Regions from separate parts of the Anser cygnoides genome. Here region 1 is linked to region 2. A link is a contact called in public Hi-C data. All regions are on one chromosome and are shown on one strand. Each heading gives the region's core, a stretch centred on a gene start, on an enhancer-like site or on the middle of the called end of the contact. The rest is flanking DNA. Distances are from core to core; before and after follow the strand shown. Region 1 has its middle 19 kb from the start of ZMYND11. Region 2 holds the start of VIPR2 (vasoactive intestinal peptide receptor 2).

Region 1 (3,844 bases), core at 1,012-3,511, 110 kb before region 2:
TGGAAGTATATGGTAAAATGGGTAGAGCCTAATAAAGGGTCTACAGAACCCTTTATTACACACTGGAGCAATGTTTTTACAAAAGGCCACAGGAAGCAGCTCTGCTGTATGTCAAACTGCTTGTGCATACTGATAAACTTCTACTCTTCTGGCACTTTGTTTCAGCATATAACATCTATTTGTAGTTTTAATGATCATTCATACATCTATCTGGCTATTTAAAAATGCAGTTACCTACTCTGCACAAAGAACTATGGCATCTAAATATGCAGTAGGACAGAATTATTATAGTAATTCTCTGTTCCTTAAAATTTAGAACACCCTAACTTTCCTTAGCAAACACCATCCTTCAACAAGAGATTAATCACAAATGAAGGACAAAGAATAATATTAGATAAATATTACGTGTTGAAAATCACCAGGAGTGGTAAAATAACCACATCATCACAAGCAATCCAAATAATTGTAACAGGTATATTGTCAGGGCTATTACTGATACTTAATTGTGATTGCATACAGGCATATGTACATATACACACCTTTCTGTGTCACCTTTGACTGTTCAATCTGTTGTGTCTGCAAACAATACCATCCCCATTGTTCTACAGAGATAAGAATCTACAAAGCACCCTTCTGTGGGCACTTCAATGAGCTTGGAAGTAATAATAGCTTTTGAGAAAACACATCTATCATGACTATTTTGTACATGTTTGACTGTCCAGACTGCAAAAAAATATTGAAAGGTAACTACAGATTTTATAGGAAAAATAGATTATGTATTATATATATAATGTCTGACTTGGCTTAGCTTAGAGGAATTATAATCAATTTTCCGGTGAAGACATTTCAGTGTTACACTTTTGAGAAGGTTTTATTAATCATAAGCCCTTAGGCACATCCTATATGAAGTTCTGGCATGAAATGGTATGCTTTCAGCTACACTTCTGCTATTCAGCTGAGTCCAGTATGTAATGCTTTTCTCATCTCACTCTCATATAATTATGTTTATAGAACTGAAAGCACAACGGAAGAGCAATAAAGCCTGAATGTTGATGGAAATGGAGCACAAACACTTGACATCTTTCTTCCTGAGAAAGTACAGTGCATGGACAAACATATCAACCAGCACCTTTGGTATGGTTAGTGTATGAAATGCTTTTGTCTTGAAGAATATCTAATAGTGACCAATTTTTACTTAGCCTCTTATCCATAGGATGAACAAGGCATATACAGTCAGTGCTTTGCTGGTAGATAGATGGACTCTTCTTTCCGGTGACTTCAAATAATGGCACCTTGAGATTTTATTGACTAAACTTTGGAATTCTCTGAACATTAAATCCCTTCTAAGTTTCACAAAAGGGACATCTGAAAATTAGGATACCCCTGTCAGTGTGCATTTTTAATGTTCTGAAATAATGAAGATGTTGCTCAGTTTAAAACCTGCCTTGGTTCCCATTTAAATCAATGGTAAAAATCTTGCTGATTTAAATAGGAACAACAACAAGAAAATTGATGTATTTTTCATTTGAGATTTGCAAGCAGTTTTGCTTGTTCAGCATTCAGAACTATGCTCTACTTGAGTTATGCTCATAGGAATTATTTTTTAAATATAGGAAAATACAAAATCCAAAGCTTTCTTTCAAGCCTTAGTCTGCATATTCCCGGGGATTTTAATGCTGTCTCTTTTTAGCAAGTTACATGTATAAATCTGTAAGAAACTGAACATTAAAAAAGTCAGGGTATTTATATGTTGTCTGATATGAGACAGCTATGCATATATAGAAAAAGGAGACATACCACATTTGTTATTTATAATTTAAGTCCTATGAGCAATTTTTCAGAGGAAACTCATTATTTCTTTGAAGAAAGGCTCAGCTGGCATTGAATCTCTATTGGTTATTAGGATTAAGAATAAAATTAAAACAGTGAATCCTCTTATAATAGGGCCAGATCCTCAGAAAGTATAAATGATAACAGCTCAATGGAAGTAAAGCAGGCTATGACGGTTTACATCAGTTTTGGATTTGACCTTCTCCCCAGAAAATTATTTCTCTGAAGATCATACTTCCTATATTTGTCTTACTTTGTGCCTGGCAGAGAATTAATTAACACATAATTGCTTTGGTGAACTCAGGATAAAACTTCTCTGTTCAAGAACTCTATTCATTTACTGATTAACTTGCTTCATGGCTGAGTTAGTCCTGCAGGGTCATGCTGTACTAATGACCAGAGCACAGGAACATTGTCAAGCCAATGAGGACGAGGTAGGCTTGGCGGCATTCCAGGTTCTGTTCAATTAATCACTGAAATTTCAGGAGCTTTGGGGACAGAGTTGAAAAGTAAGTGGAAGAGAAAGTACATGAAGAATTAGATTCATATCCCAGACGGAGGGAGTGGGAGGGAGACCTTACTGGATGAGGCTCAAAGAAAGAGGCATCAAACAGAAATGTGGGGAAATTAAAATAAAAAAAATGCAAAAAAAAAAAAAAGTGACTGTTTTTTTAACTGTTATTTAATTTTATTATTTTTCTTCTTGATCTTTGCCTGACTATGCAGTCTTTAAGTTTGTGTGGCTACTTGCATACATAGAGACCATGCATACATAAAAACTTGTAAGCTTAGATCTCTTTTAAAATTTTCCACTTTCTTTTCACAGTCCAGATTTTCTGCCACAACATGCTATTATATGTGACCTAAAAATTGCTGTGTTTAAGACCCCAAACTTGATAATTCTTGGTAAGGGCATTGAGAATTGCAGATGCTTAATAGCTCACATTCTCAAAGAAAGGTATGTTCTCTGTGATTCCAAATCCCTTTAGCGCTACTGAGATAATGCCATGTGCAATGGAAGGAAAGCAGGCTGCTGAAAGATTAGAAGAGACCATGTTTTTTTCGTAATCAGCAGTTCAGTTATTGATTTTTTTTTTTTTTAAAGTAACACTTCAGCTAAAACCTTTCAGCAGGTGCTGTAATATGCCAGATTCATGTAGGTTAAGGCAAAAGCTGGATTTTATGAAATCAGACAGAATCTTCCTAATTTTGTCTTGGATTTCTGACTAACCATTTTAGACTGCTAAGCCCTGTTCTTTCAAGTGAATTGAAACTGAATTACAGATTATTTTTTTTTTTTCCTAACTAATCCAGGTGATATTTTTCCCAGGGAAAAAATATTTTAGCTTTAGTTAATTGAGTCAACTAAGACGCAATTAAATTCTATTGAAAGCTGAACTCTATTTTCAGTTTCCATATCAATTAATAGATCGGGTGAAAGCTGCACCTAGGAACTTATGTTGACCTGCAAACTCATGTCAAGGTTGCAAACTGTCTGGACTTGAATTATACCTTATGTTATTTAGCTTGACTTCATAACATATTATGAGAACTCAAGTTTTATTCTTGCAAAGATGAGACACTAGTGCTTCAGTTTTTCAGTCTCTAGAATCTGCTTAGTATTTCGATTTAATTTTGAAAGTGAGAAGTGAGACTAAATTAATTATGTTTGCTCAGCTTTCAGAGTGCTGGTCAAAAGGTTCCACAGAGAAAATCAATAAAGGTAGGAGTTGCTAATAAACTGAAATTCGGCACTGGATATCAAATACTATAAGGGCAGTACAATTACAATTGTGCTGTACAAATTGTGAGGACAATTTTGATCATTTTTTAGATGAGAATCGTAATATTGCAACAGCGTTAGATTAATTATAATGGCAGATGAAGGGATTTTTATTTAAAATAGAGTGAGTTTCCAGAAAAAAAAAAAAGGAAAGAAGAAAAAAAAAAAAGGAAATTAAAGGAAATGGGGAAAGGGAAGGGAAGGGAAGGGAAGGGAAGGCAAGGCAAGGCA
Region 2 (4,031 bases), core at 1,100-3,599:
ATTCTTTCCTCCAAATTTGCTAGGACATTCTTGGAAATGACATCAAATCTACACCAAGTGTCTAAATTTATATGCCATAACGCTATCCAGTCTTCGTTGCATAAGTGTATCAGGCTAATTTTTATATATCTCCATATATCAACAGCTGTTTTAATTTCTTTTTGTTCATTATTTTTTCCCTCAACAGCTGGCACTGAACGGTGCTATGTTTAAGTAAAAAGAACTTTAACCACACTTTCCAGGCTTCATCTGTGAATGATTTGTATTCTCTTCAGGAAAAAAAAAAAAAAAAAAAAAAAAAAAAAGCACTCAGCCATATCTAAACAAAATCTTAGTATTTGATGCATCTCTTTCATCTGTTGCCTCTTTCATGTCAAAGAGTCATCATTAGGAATAGTGACAGAAATAATAACCATTGTTATGGTTGTTGTTGTTGATGGTTGGGAAATATCTGATAATTTTTCTTTTTGTCCCATAACGCTGATTCTTTGAAAACAAAACATGACAAAAATCTGGTTCTGGACAACCTTCTGACAGAATGTATATAAGTTTCAAAAATTCTTTGCCAGTTCTGGGACATGGGGACTGCCTTATACCCAAGATACGAGTTTCTGTCATTCAACAAAAGGAGTAATGATGACAGTTCCCAAGACTGTTTCTACACAGAACGTTAACACTAATTTGTTAATTGGTTTCCCAGGCTACTCAGCTTCAGCAGCCTAATGAATCATTTGCTCAAAGAATCAAACACTGGGATTTGGTGTCTGGCATCCCTTGTGTCCTCAGCTGCTGGGGGAGTCCAGCTGGTGGATAGTCTGCCTGATAGCTCCTCTACACAGGGACTGCTGTTGGGTTTACTGCTGTACCTGAAGTACCTGAAGTACCTGAAGAGCCTTGACACACAGAAATTTCACCCAGAGTGGTTGCATTTAATGACTGCTTTCTTAGACATTCATCTCACAAAGTGCAAGAAATAACTTCTAAAGAAAAAGATAGTAAGGATTTTCCAAAACCTTGAAATAATAAGACATCAGATTCCTGTAATAGGGAAAAAATAGATAAACTGTCCTGAGATTGCTATTTCGGAAAGCCGTATAGCTCTTAAGAAAGTGCTAAGAGCACCCCCAGCCAGCATATGTCAGCAACCAGGAGTCCAAAGGGGAACCCTGGACGCTGGTCTCAGGAATCAGGGGGGATGCAATGTGCAATTCTTCATTTCCAAGAGGTTTGACCTGGGATTCTGCCCTGGAGTCTGAGAGCTAGCGGCATACCCGGGTTCTTCTCCAACCCAGCTGTTTTAGGAGTAGGCGCAATTTGACATTTCAGTTCAGCTGTCCTGCACAGAACAAAGTCAATCTGAAGGGGTACAATTTTCTGCTGTAATGAAAATATTTTCATTACTTGATCATATGCCATCCTAGAAAAAGGTTTTATTTCTACATTAATATGTCCCTCTGCTCTCAGCATGCAGGTCATAACACTGTTCATTACAGTTTGTAGTGTTTCTTTTTAATGATATCGCAGAGGTTATAATCAGATCTATGTTCTTAAAATATGAAGGGAATTTTCTCAAATACATTAAAAAAATATGAAAATTCTCTTCAGCTTTGTCCCAGAAGTGTCCTTGGCTTTGCTTATAGCTAATTATTTTGGGTGGCATAAGACTATTTAGAAGTCTTATGTTGCCTACTGAGCCCCTTTCAGTATATACCACTGAAATTACAGCACATGTGAGACAGCAGAAAGATAAATCTAATTTATTCTCATTCTCAGCTAAAAGCCAGCACATGAACTCTGCTTTTTCTGTGACAATAGACATGGATTAACATGATTCTCACTTTATTATATATTGTAAATGCCTTGTGAGGCAAAAGCAATATCTATACCCCAGTATAAACTGCCCGGCAATCTTACAAAGTTGCCTTAAAACATTGTGCTGTATTGACACCTCGAAAAAAAAACAGCTAGGGGGCACGAAAGGTTTTGTAATACAGTTGCTGATCTGCCCAGGGGTCTCTTGGCTGACCCCACATCACCGTGTAGGTTTGTGTGTGCGTGTCTGCTCCGGGGGGACCGGGCCCGATCGCCTCGGTGTTTTGACAGGCAGCAGGGATCCCAAAATCCCAAAGCTGGCACCGGTGCCCCGGCACACCGTCGGGACGGGCACCCGGGACCCTCAAAAAGAAGCCTGAGGGGGTTTCTCGGGCTCCTGGAGGCTGGCAGCGAGGGGCGAGCGCTGCCCACAGCCCCATGGCGGCGCGGGAGCACCTGAGGGGCGGCGGGAGCGACCCACACCTCATGAGGGGAGCGGGAGCGGCGGCAAGGGGGAGGAGGAGAAAAGCCAGCGGCGGAGAGGGGCTGAAGAGAGAAGCGGGAGGGAAGCGAGCCGGGGCGTAGAGGAGGAGCTGAGAGGCGGCGGGCAGGGACTCGGCGGGGCCGGGAGCTGACGGCCGCCGGAGCGGGCGGCGGCGGGGGCAGGTGCGGGAGCTGCCTTCAGCCGCAGGGCGGCGGCCGCCCGCGGGGCGGGGGGCTCGGCTCGGCGCCCCGGGCAGCGGCGGCCCCCGGGCCCTATGGTGCCGCGGCGGGACCCGGCTCCTGCTCGCCGCTTTCCGAGGGGGCCCGCGGAGCGGCGCGGGGCAGCGGAGCCCAACGGCGCTTGGCTGGCATGAGGAACCTGCCGATCCTCCTCCTCCTCCTCTGCTGGAGCCTGGGGCGGGTAAGTCACCCTGCGGCGGGAGGGTAGCGCTCGCCCCTCGCTCCGCACCGCCAGCCCTGCCCCGTCTGCCCCGCTCCTGTCCCGGAGCCGCCTGTGGCGGTTCCCTCACAGCTTCCCCTGTCCCCCTGAGGGGGCTCCGAGGCAGCCGTAGCAGGTGCGAGGGACCTCGGCTGGGCAAACTCTCTCCGGGCGGGAGATACGCGACTTCTGCCGCTGTAATTGCGGAACGGCGAATGATCCCCACCCATCCACAGGGATTTGGGGCTCCTCAGCCCCGCCGGCACCCCGGCAGGTGGCGGTGCCGGGGGGACCCCGCGCCCCCGGCCGCTCCTCAGGGGCCGGGACGGCTCCTGCCCCGGCCGAGCTGGGCTGAGGGGAACGGGCGGCGGGGCCGGACTCCCCGGGCCGGCGGCGGTTGGGTCTTGTTCCCGGTGGTTGTGGCTTCTTCCCGGTTATTGTGGCTTGTTCCCGGTAGCTGTGGGTTGTTCTCGGTTGTTTTAGTTATCTCGGCTGTCCCCGAAAACTACTTCACCGAGAGTTTCTGCAGACACCGCAGAGCATTGCCTTGGTACGGTCTAGAGGGTCATTAGCAATTGTAGTACGTGCACAGTTAATTCCTCTGTAATATTAACATAAAAAAGCATTCAGAATATTAAAATAGTTTCTTTTAAGGTATCTTCCTTCAACATCTCTATATTTTTAAGTGTTTCTTCAGTTGTAAGAAACTTCGGTTTCTTGCAGTCTTTAAAAGTCTACAATGTTTCCAAAAACATGACCTCAAATAAAATAATAATAAAAATCTACCCTCTGAATCTTACCGTTTTGTTACTGTAAATTTAAAATCTGAGACCATTTCCAACAAGAGTTGGGAAAACATGCTGAAGGTAAATGTAAACTACTTGTCAAACAAAATGTTTTTGCCAACTGATTGCTATTCTGGGTGCCTTAAAGGTTGTTCAGCCACTAAGAATGCTGAGAGACTCTTCAGCTGGATTTCCAAGTCCCTGTGTACCTTTGTAATACACACTACAGTGCACACAGGTCTGTAATCACTACTTACAAAGAATAGCCTACACTTGGTAAAGCAGAAGGAAAGACAGATACGCATATCTGGCTGGCCCTGAAGGCTGGTGAGTGCCCTCAAAATTCATTTTGGGGTTCTCGATGTGTTTCGGGACACCATCAGTGCCACACAGGACTGAGCCCTAAATCTCCTTAGCTGGGTGAAGTACATCTGAAGGAAACTGGGCTGTGTATTGGAACAAAGTATGTTACGGTTTGGCATGCATCCCGTATTTGAAAAGTAATATTGCAT

The links. A called contact is a pair of places that touch in the nucleus more often than the background predicts.
Region 1: a contact with region 2 is called in a Hi-C map of liver, with 2.3 times the contacts expected there. The contact joins the enhancer-like site here to the promoter of VIPR2 in region 2. A contact is called at or near these places in 4 of 7 Hi-C or Micro-C datasets (fetal liver, granulosa cells and liver).

What each region holds. Positions count from the first base shown.
Region 1 is chr2:11,061,883-11,065,726 of Taihu_goose_T2T_genome, reverse strand. No RefSeq gene overlaps it. Among named protein-coding and RNA genes, the nearest start is that of ZMYND11, 19 kb to the left of the region's middle. Within about 2 kb of position 2,261, at least 3 of the 3 cell types and tissues checked have open chromatin away from gene starts, as enhancers often do. A contact at or near this core is called in fetal liver and liver, where this site is marked.
Region 2 is chr2:10,948,014-10,952,044 of Taihu_goose_T2T_genome, reverse strand. VIPR2 (vasoactive intestinal peptide receptor 2) reads left to right here and starts at 2,349. Exons shown (of 14, transcript XM_048050545.2): 1 at 2,349-2,716.